Linked DNA regions of Macaca mulatta: region 1 is linked to region 2. The links are chromatin contacts, called in public Hi-C maps. All regions are on one chromosome and are shown on one strand. Each heading gives the region's core, a stretch centred on a gene start, on an enhancer-like site or on the middle of the called end of the contact. The rest is flanking DNA. Distances are from core to core; before and after follow the strand shown.

Region 1 (5,253 bases), core at 2,205-4,704, 130 kb after region 2:
ACCAATGATTCAGCATACATTGCAATCTTATATAAAAAAAGCTTCTGAATATATATGAGTAACATTTATATTCCTGTAATGAAAAACCTTTTGTGTACACATAAACTCAAAAGGATATTATTATTCCTGGAATAATAATTTCATGTCAAGGAGAATAAAGTTTTGAAATAACTTGGAAGATGGTGAGGGTAATTTAGTATATTTTAAATACTTAAACACAATGAACTATATATAATAAACTTGGCTTGAAAAATAGTCTTAGGGACCTGGCCCAACAAGCACTGTTAAAATTTTTTAAAAAGCAACTTGAAGGTCTCATAATTTCCCATTATCAAAACTACCCCCCATAAATCTGTGAATCTAATCCAAGAAGTATGTCAGTTAGCTGGTTGTTTAAGGTTAGGTTTATGAAATAGTAACAGAACTTTGCAGGGGTCAAATATGCTTAAAATATGTCCAAACGTGCTTAGGTCAAGTCAGTAAGAGTATCTGAAGCTAATAAAAGCATGGAATATTCTTGTGACTGAAAACCCAACACACTGGATACTGTTATGTGTAAGCAGGTACTGTGCTCCGTTTCCCCCCTGCTGGCAGACCCTAGTCACTAAAAAAACGATGAGCTTCTTTGACTAAGACTACATCACACATGCCCAGCAAGTATCTCTGGGGCTGGAAAGCAGTTAAGACCGAACCCGGGGAGAAATTGGGAACACGAAAGAAATAAAAAACGCCTCATTATTCCCAAACCCATCCCATTTCCCAAAGTGCTGCCTATGTGCTGACTTTCTTCAAGACTCCCGCAAAATCTTGATTCTCCAAAAATTAAACCCATTTGGAGCGGAGACAAGGTGAGGTCCACGCCTGGTATGATCAGACTACCATGGATCTGAGTCTGGTTTGGTTCTAGCCCCGTGGAGGCCAAGCCTCACCACGAGGTGAGGACCCGGAGGCATGGAGGAAGGGAATGAAGGAGAGAAAAGGAGAAAGGGGAGACCTCCGGGCCACACTTCTTTCTAGTACCAACAAAAAGAGAAGCCGCATACTGACCTAAATCATCTCTCAAAGGCGCTTTATAAATTACAGGGACAAAGGGAGGGGGTGGCGGGTGGCCTGGGAATCCTACAGACACCCTACCCTCTGACCCGCCCCCCTCCCCCTCCAGCACAAGGGAAGGAAGACAGAAAACAGAGCTCAACTCGGCCATTGGCGAGAAGCCCCCTCCGGTTTTCTATCGCCCATCCATCTGCCCCCTAGAAAAAAAATCCACGTAAACACCATACCCACCCCCTGGGGCAGACACTCCCGCCCCGAGGTTCCTAGAACCGGAGGCCGGGGCATTTACTTAGTTAGATTTTTCTTGCTTACTCATTTCCCTCGAGCACCCAACCCCCCGTTCCCACTCCAAAACCCCGCTCAACCGCCTACCCTCACCGCTTCAGCCCCCAACAGAATCCGGTGCCCCCGCGGCGTCGGCGGCCCCCGAGCCGTCCCGGTCACTAACCTGCTGCTGTAAGGGCATTTCCGAAACCAGCCTGGCTCCGGGGGGAGGTGGGGGGCCGGCTGGAGAGGGGGCCCGGAGGGCCGAACAGACCGGCGGCGCAGGGCGAGGGCGGGCGCCGGTGGGGGGGTGGGGAGAGGAGAGGGAGGGTGGCGGTGCCGGGGGCGGGTGCGAGGGCGCCGGGACCGTCCCAGGCCAGGGAGCCGGCGAGCAGGAGGAAGTGGGTGCCCCCCTCTCCCCCTCCAGCGCCCCCTCCCGCCGCCGCCTCCTCCCCAGTCACAGGCGCGTCCTGCGCGCACGTGTGCGAAACGTCACCGGCGGGTCCCGGAGAGAGGGACAGACCCAGGCGGCGGGACGGGAACCCGGCTGCCCCCGCCCTCCGTCGCCGGGGGGCGGAGAGGGGGACAGGGCGGGGAAGGAAGGGGCAAGGGGAGAGGCGGGTCAAGGGCAGGCCCGGGGCCCGGCGAGGAAGGCCTGGGCGCTCGGGCCACGCGGGCGCCGCCGCTGCCACCACCAGGATGCGCCCAGGCCAGAGCGCCAGCCGGCAAGCCCCTCACCCCAGACAGCCCACGCCCCAGTCCGCACCCGGCTTCCAGCCCCACCTCCCCCACGCCCGACTCCCCTCCACCTCCCCCAGCCCCTTTGTTGCTGGGAGTTACTGATCCTAAAATGTGTCAAGCGCAGCCCCGCCGATCCCCTGCGCTCCGAGCACGCCGCAGGGACCCCCGGCCGCCAACGAGCCTTCAAGGCAGACTGGGGGCGAGCACCCCAACAGTCCCCCGGTTTCCACCCTTCAGAGCCCCCCACACCCCAGTTCACTGCTCCCTCCCCCACCCCCTTCTCCATCCGGGGCGTGACCCCTTCCTACGCCCGAGAAAGAGGAAGCTTCGGGTTGGAGGGGAAGGGAGAGTGGGGGTAGGGAAAAGTGCAGGAAAAGAAGGGGGGGCCGCGAAAAGTTTTGGAGTGTTTGATGTGGTTCGCGCCAAGGCAATCCCCGCCGCCCCGCGCGCCTGGCCGAGCCCCCCGACCCTCCTGGCGCCGGGGAGAGCACTCAGGTCTAACAATGAACCCTCGTTGGAGGGGCAGCCCCCAAGGCCCACGATGCTCGGCCCACTGCTCTCCCTGAGCGGTCCGCAGCGCGCCCACGACCCCGCGCGGTGCGAGCCCACCTCCCGCCGGGGCTGGGGACGGTGGGGAGGGAGGGTATTACCGGAGGGCCGCCGCCGCCGCCGCTGCCGCCGCGTCCCAGGGCTGGTGGCTGCTGCAGCAGCCCGGCTCTGCTGGAGGGTCCGTGCGGCGTGGTGTAGAGGAGGCTGCCGGCGGTCTGCTCCGCGCCGGGGGCACTGGGGAGGAGGGGGCCGGCGGCTACGGCGCCGCTTTGGAGGGAGGAGGAACAGGAGGTGGTGGAAGTGTTCGTGGTGAGGATCTGGATGTACGCGCCCGGGGCGGCGGCAGCGGCGGCGGCGGCGGCGAAGCCGGGGCTGGCTAGCAGTGCCCTTTTGTCCATGGAGGCTGCAGCGGCGGCGGCGACGACAGCCGCCCCCTCCCCACCCCCGGCGGTCACCAGGTACTGCTCCAGAGCGGGCTGGATCCCCTTTCTCATCTCTCGCTCCTGCTCTTTTTAGTGTTATGGTATATTAATGTATTGTTTTCAATTTCTTTATTATTTGCAGTCGGAGTTTCCAAGTCTCTCCTCCTTCTCTCCTCCCCGCCCGGCGCTTCCGAGCCCCCTCTCTCTCTTTTCTTTTTATTTTTCCGCACCGCACAGGCCCCGGGGGCCAAAAATAATCGGGGCTCTGGAGAGAGGAGGGTCCCGGCCGCACGGATATCGGGCCCCAAGCGGGGATGGAGGCGTCGGGGGCGGCCGATGCAACGGATTGCGAGGCGGCGGCGGCAGCCCGGGTGCTGCGGCCGGCAGCTGAAAAATGGCTCCAGGAAGCTGCTGCTGACAATGAATGAAGGGATACGGTTTACGCGCCAAGGTCCTCCCGCGAAACTCGGATTTCCCGCCGGCTTTTCAAACCATATTTGCATATCCCCGCCCCTCAACCCGCCGAGGACCGTTCCCACAGCCCATTGGGCCTCTAGCTCCTTACTTTAGTTCCAATCGTGGAGCAGGGCCGCGATTTGCAGGTTTCCATTGGCTGCCGTGCATCATGGTTACCGGGGCGACAGGGACCCTATTTGCATAGGTCTCCTTGATTGGCTGGGAGAAGAGCAGTTTTTAGGGGGTGGGGCAAAGACTTTCCTTCTCTCCCACGGAAGACCACGCCTGGCCTAGGCTCCGCCCCTGTCCCCGCCCCCCCGCCGGGCCGGCTCTACTGACCTGGGCAGGGACTCCGCGCCCCGCAGACTCAGTGTAGATCTAGTCTAGAGCGCAAGTTTCGCTTTTGGAAATTGTCAAGGTGACTAAGGGAACACTCTCTTTCCTTTGACCAGTCAGTGCAATATACGAACAGCAGCACGAGATTCTTCCAAATGTGTGCCAAAGGCAAGTTGGACCATGCGGACTACGCCTGGCAGGTGGAAAAGGAGCCCTTTAAATCGTGGGCTTCTCCCTTTCTGAAATCCAACCAATGACGCGGCGAGAGCTGATCCCGAGGCCGGGGCTGATAGACAGAAGCATGTGGGCAGACAGAATCGTGGGGGCAGAAGGTTCAGCAGACGCGATTGCGGGCACCAGTTAACATTCCAGATCATTCCCGGTACCTTCATTATTAGCCTGGATAGGGGTAAAGTACAAATTAACTCCTTTGTCTTACGACGAGTATTGGTTTGAGTCCGGCAGATATTCCCTCTGGCCCAGAAACACCTAGGGCAGTTAATCAGGGCTAACCTAGAACTGATCTGCGGGTTTCTAATCCGCCAAGCAGTAATCCGAAAAAATACACGCTTCCCACGATGACGTCGTGCCCCCAACAAACGCTGGCACGCCCGGGCATCAGCACTTTGTATCTTTAGTTTTGTAAGAAGTTCTCTGACTGGAAGCAAACACGACTCAAACCTATCCCAAAGTATTTTTAAAATAGTGTTGTTGTTTTTAAGTAAACTAGAAATTATCTAGTTTTAAGTAAACTAGAAAAATATAAAATGATTGTCAAACTGACCCCTGAATTTGTTCAAGTATTCAAGTGTCTTAAAATTAAAGCTTGCTCCTGAGACTGAGCAGGAAGAGAGACCCCTGCAGGAATGTGGGGAAAGGTATATATGTAGAGACTAGGTCATAATTTATAGTTATGTGCAAAACAGCTGCAAATTGGTGCTCATAGGTGATGAGGATTGCAACACCTTGAGCCCTTTCACAAGATTTTCATTATTATTAATTTCCCAAAACTCCTACTCAGAGTGCTATGAAACACCTGACAAGATGTGTCAGCTCAGGCTAGGACTCCTTAATAATTTAGCCTTATTACCTTTTCTGAAACAGATGAGTTAAAAGTTCCATTAAACCTTGCACCAGGCTCAGGAATATTTTAGTCTTACATTCAGGCTAGTTGAGGATCCATAGCCCTAAACATACATTTGTTGACACTGGTAGAAGTGACACTATCTTCTTATTTTATTTTTTTTGAGACAGAGTCTCGCTCTTGTCGCCCAGGCTGGAGTGCCATGGCGTGATCTCAGCTCACTGCAACCTCTGCCTCCCGGGTTCAAGTGATTCTTCTGCCTCAGCTTCCTGAGTAGCTGGGACTACAGGTACATGCCACCACGCCCAGCTAATTTTTGTATTTTTAGTAGAGACAGGGTTTCATCAT
Region 2 (5,780 bases), core at 2,435-4,934:
AGCTAAATGGAGAAAAAGGATCACTAAAACTTTTTCTCAAAGGTAGAGGAAATCAAATTTGATAAAGGGAATAAAATAGAGTCAGTGAAAAGGAAAATACCGAAAATGGTAAGAAAGAGGATGCAATATCCTAGAGCAGCAGTTACTTACACAGGTGAGTTATTAGGGAGGCTTTTTCTTTTTTTTTTTAATTATGAGAGAGTTTTACTCTTGTTGCCCAGGCTGGAGTGCAATGGCACAATCTCGGCTCACTGCAACCTGTGCCTCCTGGGTTCAAGCAATTCTCCTGCCTCAGCCTCCCGAGTAGCTGGGATTACAGGCACCTGCCACCATGCCCATCTAATTTTGTATTTTTAGTAGAGACGGGGGTTTCACCATGTTGGTCAGGCTGGTCTTGAACTCCCGACCTCAGGTGATCTGCCCGACTTCCAAAGTGCTGGGATTACAGGCGTGAGCCACTGCGCCCGGCGGGAAGTTTTTTATCGTAGCAAATCTCCAGGTTCCATTCTGAATTAGAATCTCCAAGAGTAGTGAAGCACGTGAACCTAGAAACTGTCCAGATAATTCCACTATAGATTCCTAATTAAGAACCACTATTCTACAGTAATGGTTCTCAATCTTGAACACTCATTCTATTCACCTGAAGAGCTTTTGAAAATTCCCAACTAAGCTTGCAGTGAGCTGAGATCACGCCACTGCACTCCAGCCTGGGCAAAAGAGCAAGACTCTGTCTCAAAACAAAAAAAAAAAAAAAAGAAAATTCCCAACTAAGCCCCAAGATAGCGGAATGAATCTCTGAGAATGGAGCCTGGGCCTCAATATCTTTTTAAAACTTTCCAGTCATTCTCATGTGTACAGCCACAATTGCAAAGCAATGTCCAGTAGTTTTTTTTGTTTGTTTGTTTGTTTTTTTTTTTTTTTTGAGACGGAGTCTCGCTCTGCCGCCCAGGCTGGAGTGCAGTGGCCGGATCTCAGCTCACTGCAAGCTCCGCCTCCCGGGTTCACGCCATTCTCCTGCCTCAGCCTCCCAAGTAGCTGGGACTACAGGCGCCCGCCACCGCGCCCGGCTAGTTTTTTGTATTTTTTAGTAGAGACGGGGTTTCACCGTGTTAGCCAGGATGGTCTTGATCTCCTGACCTCGTGATCCGCCCATCTCGGCCTCCCAAAGTGCTGGGATTACAGGCTTGAGCCACCGCACCCGGCCTGTCCAGTAGTTTTCAAAGTGTAATTTCCACATCAGCTGGAGTAGCATCATGGGGAACTTGTCAGAAATGAACATTTTTTCTTTCTTTCTCAATTTTTTTGTAAAAACAAGGTCTCACTTTGTTGTCCAGGCTGCTCTCAAACTCCTCCCATCTTGGTCTCCCAAAGTATGGGATTACAGGTATGAGCCACCATGCCCAGCCAGAAATGAAAATTCTTGAACCCCACTCCAGACATACTGAATCAGATGTTTTGAGTAAAACCTAGCAATATTTAACAGGCCCTCTAGGTGATTCTGATCTGAATTAAAGTTTGACAATCACTGTCCCAGAATTATTCTTTCATAAAAACCACCTAGAATGCATGTCAAATATACATAACCTAGTCAACTGATTTTCAACAAAGATGCCAAGACAATTCAACAGAGAAAGAATAGGTTTTTTTCAACAAATGATGCTGGGACAACTGGATAGCAACATGTAAAAAATAAAGTTGGAGCTCTATTTCACATCATATACAAAAAATTAACTGAAAATGGATCAAATACCTAAATTTAGGAGCTAACATTATGAAACTTTTAGAAAAAAACATAAGTACAAATCTTTATGATGTTAGAGTAGGCCCTCCTTTCTTAGCTAAGAAACCAAAAGCACAAGCAACAAAAGGAAAAACAGATTAGATGAAGAAGATATAGAAATGGGCCAGGTGCAGTGGCTCATGCCTATAATCCCAACACTGGGAAGTCAAGGTGGGAGGATCACTTCAGACCAGGAGTACAGGGCCAGAGCCTAGGCAACACAGACCCTATCTCTCCAAAAAAAAAAAAAAAAAAAAAAAAAAAAACAGTAAAAATTAGCCGGGCATGGTGGCATGCACCTATAGTCCCAGCTACTTGGGAGGCTGAAGTGGGATCACTTGAGACCAGGTGGTCAAGGCTGCAGTGAGTTGTAATCGAGCCATTGCACTCTGGCCTGGGTGACACAGGGAAGCCCTGTCTCAAAAACACACACATACAAATGGCTGATAAGCACGTGAAAAGATGTCAACATAATGAGCCATCAGGGAAATGGAAATCCAAACCACAATAATATACCATTTCATACCCATTAGGATGGGTAGAATCAAAAAGACAAATAATTGTTGACAGGCATGTGGATTACATCACCCAGAGGGAAAGAAAAAGAGAACAGAGGTAGGAGAAGGTACAAGACCACGACTTGAGAGACTCCAAATTTAACTCTCATATAAAGGAAAATCAGCTTATAATGGATTCCAAGAAGCAGCCACCAGAGAAGGAAAAAAATCCATGGGCCATGGAAGGCAAAGGAAGAGGGCATGTCAAAAAAGTGGACATGGTCAATGCTGGTGAATGAAAACGAAAGGTTAAGTAAAATAAATGAAAATATCTCTTCAATTTAGTGGTATGTAAAGGACAATGGTTCCATAACACGATAGTGGCAAATAGCTAAGAAATTAAGCTACCTCTCTGCATTTTCTAATATGCAGAAATAGGTACAGCACTCAAACATAAAAGGTTTAAAATAAATCAGTACCTTAATTATCTGCAATTAATCTAAAGTCCTCTTGAAAGATGAGTCTGGAAAATAAAAATTGATTAGGAAAAGCAAGCACCAAAGAAGTTCACAAAACCACTGTAAGGATTCTTTACTTAAAAGGAATCAGACTCCAAAAAAGACTGCTTTATACAGCAGGATTAATGATGCTCCATACTACTTGTAACTTCTTACTGATTACAACAGGTGTGCTGACATCTGCCGTGACTGTGATCCAGTGGCTGTAGTAATGTTGTATTCAGCACTACAACACGTCTGCATAGTGCGAGTAACCAACCACTACAAAACAGGAATAAGTCAGTAAATAGGCAGACATCCAGATCACGTTCCATTCGAAAGATAACTGTCGTCCCGAGATTCAGAAAAAGGTTTTATGAGCAAAGAAGAACGAAAAGTGAAAAAGCAAGACATCTGCTTTTCTCAATAACTTCTGCTTAAATTCTTAAGATACTGATCTGGGAAAGCTATGTAACTGCGAAAGCCCTGTCACATCTACAAATTCACTAAGGTATAAAGTGGGAGAACAAATGAAGTTAAATTTGACAATAAGGAACGAGGTGCCCAAAATATTACTAACTGGAGAGCGGCACCTGAGGCCAACGACCCTACCCTCGCTCCTGGAAGCCCCATCTGCCTCCCAATTCCCCCATCCCAGCTGGCAAATCCCCCTTTTAACTGCGAAACAATTTTGCAAACAGCCCAAGAAAGACTGAAACTGGAGAAACAAGGCTTGCCATAAAAGGAGCCGTCGCCACACTCTGCCCCACATGGACCCAACCGCCACCCTTACCCAGAAGTCGGGAAGTAAAAACCAGTCCAAAGTGAGAGAATCAACCCGCCACTCTCCGGAAACTGCACAGACTTTAGATGGAGAGCGCCATGACACATACGTCCCGCCACGTTTATTTACGCATGCTCAGCGACGGTGGCCCGAAGAGATCAAATTACATCATTGCTGAAAGGGCTGGTTCTGGTTTAACTTAGTTTAGGAATGATTACGCTTCAAGTTCCTTTGATTCCAAGAACTAAAATAACAACCCCAAGTCCTCGGGTTCCTAGATACGCTTAATAGCCAACTTCTCCTAAGCTCTTATGTGTTAGACACTGTGCTAAGTACTTTGCATAAACATTATTTCACTATTTATTTATTGTTATTATTCCCATTTTACAAAAGCGGACACTGGAAGTTTAAGGACTTAATCTAAGTTACTCTACTAGTCGTGCTGCCCCGTGGGCTGGATCCGATGCTGTCTGACTCCCAAAGAACTTGCTCTTTTCACTGCATTTTACTAGCCTCCTCAATCGTTTGTGAAGAGGTCTCTTCTTTAATATTAAAAAACAGGAAGGAAAGGATAAAGGTCAGTTGGTAGGTTTCGCTTAATATACATTATTTACCACCACGCAAGTTTTTTTGTTTTTTGTTTTGGAAAACTTAGATGGTAGTTTAGCAGACACCTATGGAAAGAAAATACTTTCGGCCGGGCGCGGTGGCTCAAGCCTGTAATCCCAGCACTTTGGGAGGCCGAGACTGGCGGATCACGATGTCAGGAGATCGAGACCATCCTGGCTAACACGGTGAAACCCCGTCTCTACTAAAAAATACAAGAAAAACTAGCCGGACGAGGTGGCGGGCGCCTGTAGTTCCAGCTACTTGGGAGGCTGAAGCAGGAGAATGGCGTAAACCCGGGAGGCGGAGCTTGCGGTTAGCTGAGATCCGGCCACTGCATTCCAGCCTGGGCGACAGAGCAAGACTCCGTCTCAAAAAAAAAAAAAGAAAATACTTTCATGGAATACGAATTCTCACCCGCTTGCTCCACATATGTTATCTCACTTTAGTATTCATTACCCAAGACACTGTATTTGACCATGCGTTTACCAGAAGAATATCTTTACTTAAAAAAGTAAAGGCAATAGGAGGCAGTAGTTCGTGAACAAGGGTCAGAAATCGTGAGTTTAATGCCTGACTTAGGGTTTCACAGTGATTTGGGGCAATTACTTTGTTTTGCAAATGCTTCTGCTAGTACAATTTCATCTAATTAAAATGCCATCCATCTACTCAAGAGGCTGATGTGGGAGGATCACTTGAGCTCAGAAGTTTGAAAACAGCCTGGGCAACACAGTGAGACCCTGTCTCTAAAATATAGTTTTAAGAAAAAAAGCCACCCTTTTCTCTGTTTATTCATATCCATAACATAATCTAAACAGTGCCCTGGGATCCACTATTGTCTTTACCCATCTGAATTAAAATTGTGTATTTATGTTGCCCTACTTTTTTTTTTTTTTTTTTTTTTTTTTTAGATACGGTCTTCTTCTGTCACCCAGGCTGGAGTGCAGTGTTACAATGACAGCTCACTGCAACCTCCGCCTCCTAGCCTCAAGAGATTCTCATGCCTTAGCCTCCCAAGTAGCTGTGGGACTACACGGGCACACCACCAAACCCATTTAATTCCATCTCTTTCACTAGACCAAAAGTAGGACCTGGATTGTCTTCTTGGTTGCAATCGCACTAACACATAACCTGTGCTTACGTTTATAGCTTCTCAATAAACATATGTTGAATGAATGAATGAATGAATGAATGAATAACTCCACCTCTTTTACCCAAAGATCTAGTTGAGTTCAGTAAAGGAAATGTTACTGAGTATGCACCCCATGACCACAAGCACTGTGATAGATGCTAGAGCTAGAAAGAAAGAAAAAAAGTACTCCCTATTGCAATTGCAGGCTATTTTGAGGAAATTCATTTCAATAGAGAATAGCAATCACTATGAAAGATGAATGCACAGGAACACAAAGGTGAAGTAAGGGAAATGGATGAAGGCATTCCAGGCTGGAGAGTCAGCCAGAGCAAACGCAAGGAGGCCTGAAATGATGAATTATTCTGCAGTGTAAAAGCAGAGAAAGTGAAGCTGGTGATGGGAGAAGTCTGCCAGAGAAAGGGAAGCACAGGGACTAGATCAAGGTGAACCTCCTGTGCTCAAAGGCATTAGACTTAATCCTGAA

What was found. A called contact is a pair of places that touch in the nucleus more often than the background predicts.
Region 1: a Hi-C map of fetal cortical plate shows a contact between it and region 2, with 2.6 times the contacts expected there. The contact joins the promoter of E2F3 here to the promoter of CDKAL1 in region 2. A contact is called at or near these places in 6 of 14 Hi-C or Micro-C datasets (CD4 T cells, cortical neurons, fetal cortex germinal zone and 3 more).

What each region holds. Positions count from the first base shown.
Region 1 is chr4:162,724,915-162,730,167 of T2T-MMU8v2.0, forward strand. It overlaps E2F3 (E2F transcription factor 3), which reads right to left and starts at 3,455. Exons shown (of 7, transcript XM_078001349.1): 1 at 2,709-3,455. The coding sequence starts at 3,101.
Region 2 is chr4:162,593,451-162,599,230 of T2T-MMU8v2.0, forward strand. CDKAL1 (CDK5 regulatory subunit associated protein 1 like 1) reads right to left here and starts at 3,685. Exons shown (of 16, transcript XM_001098819.5): 1 at 3,568-3,685; 2 at 2,757-2,800.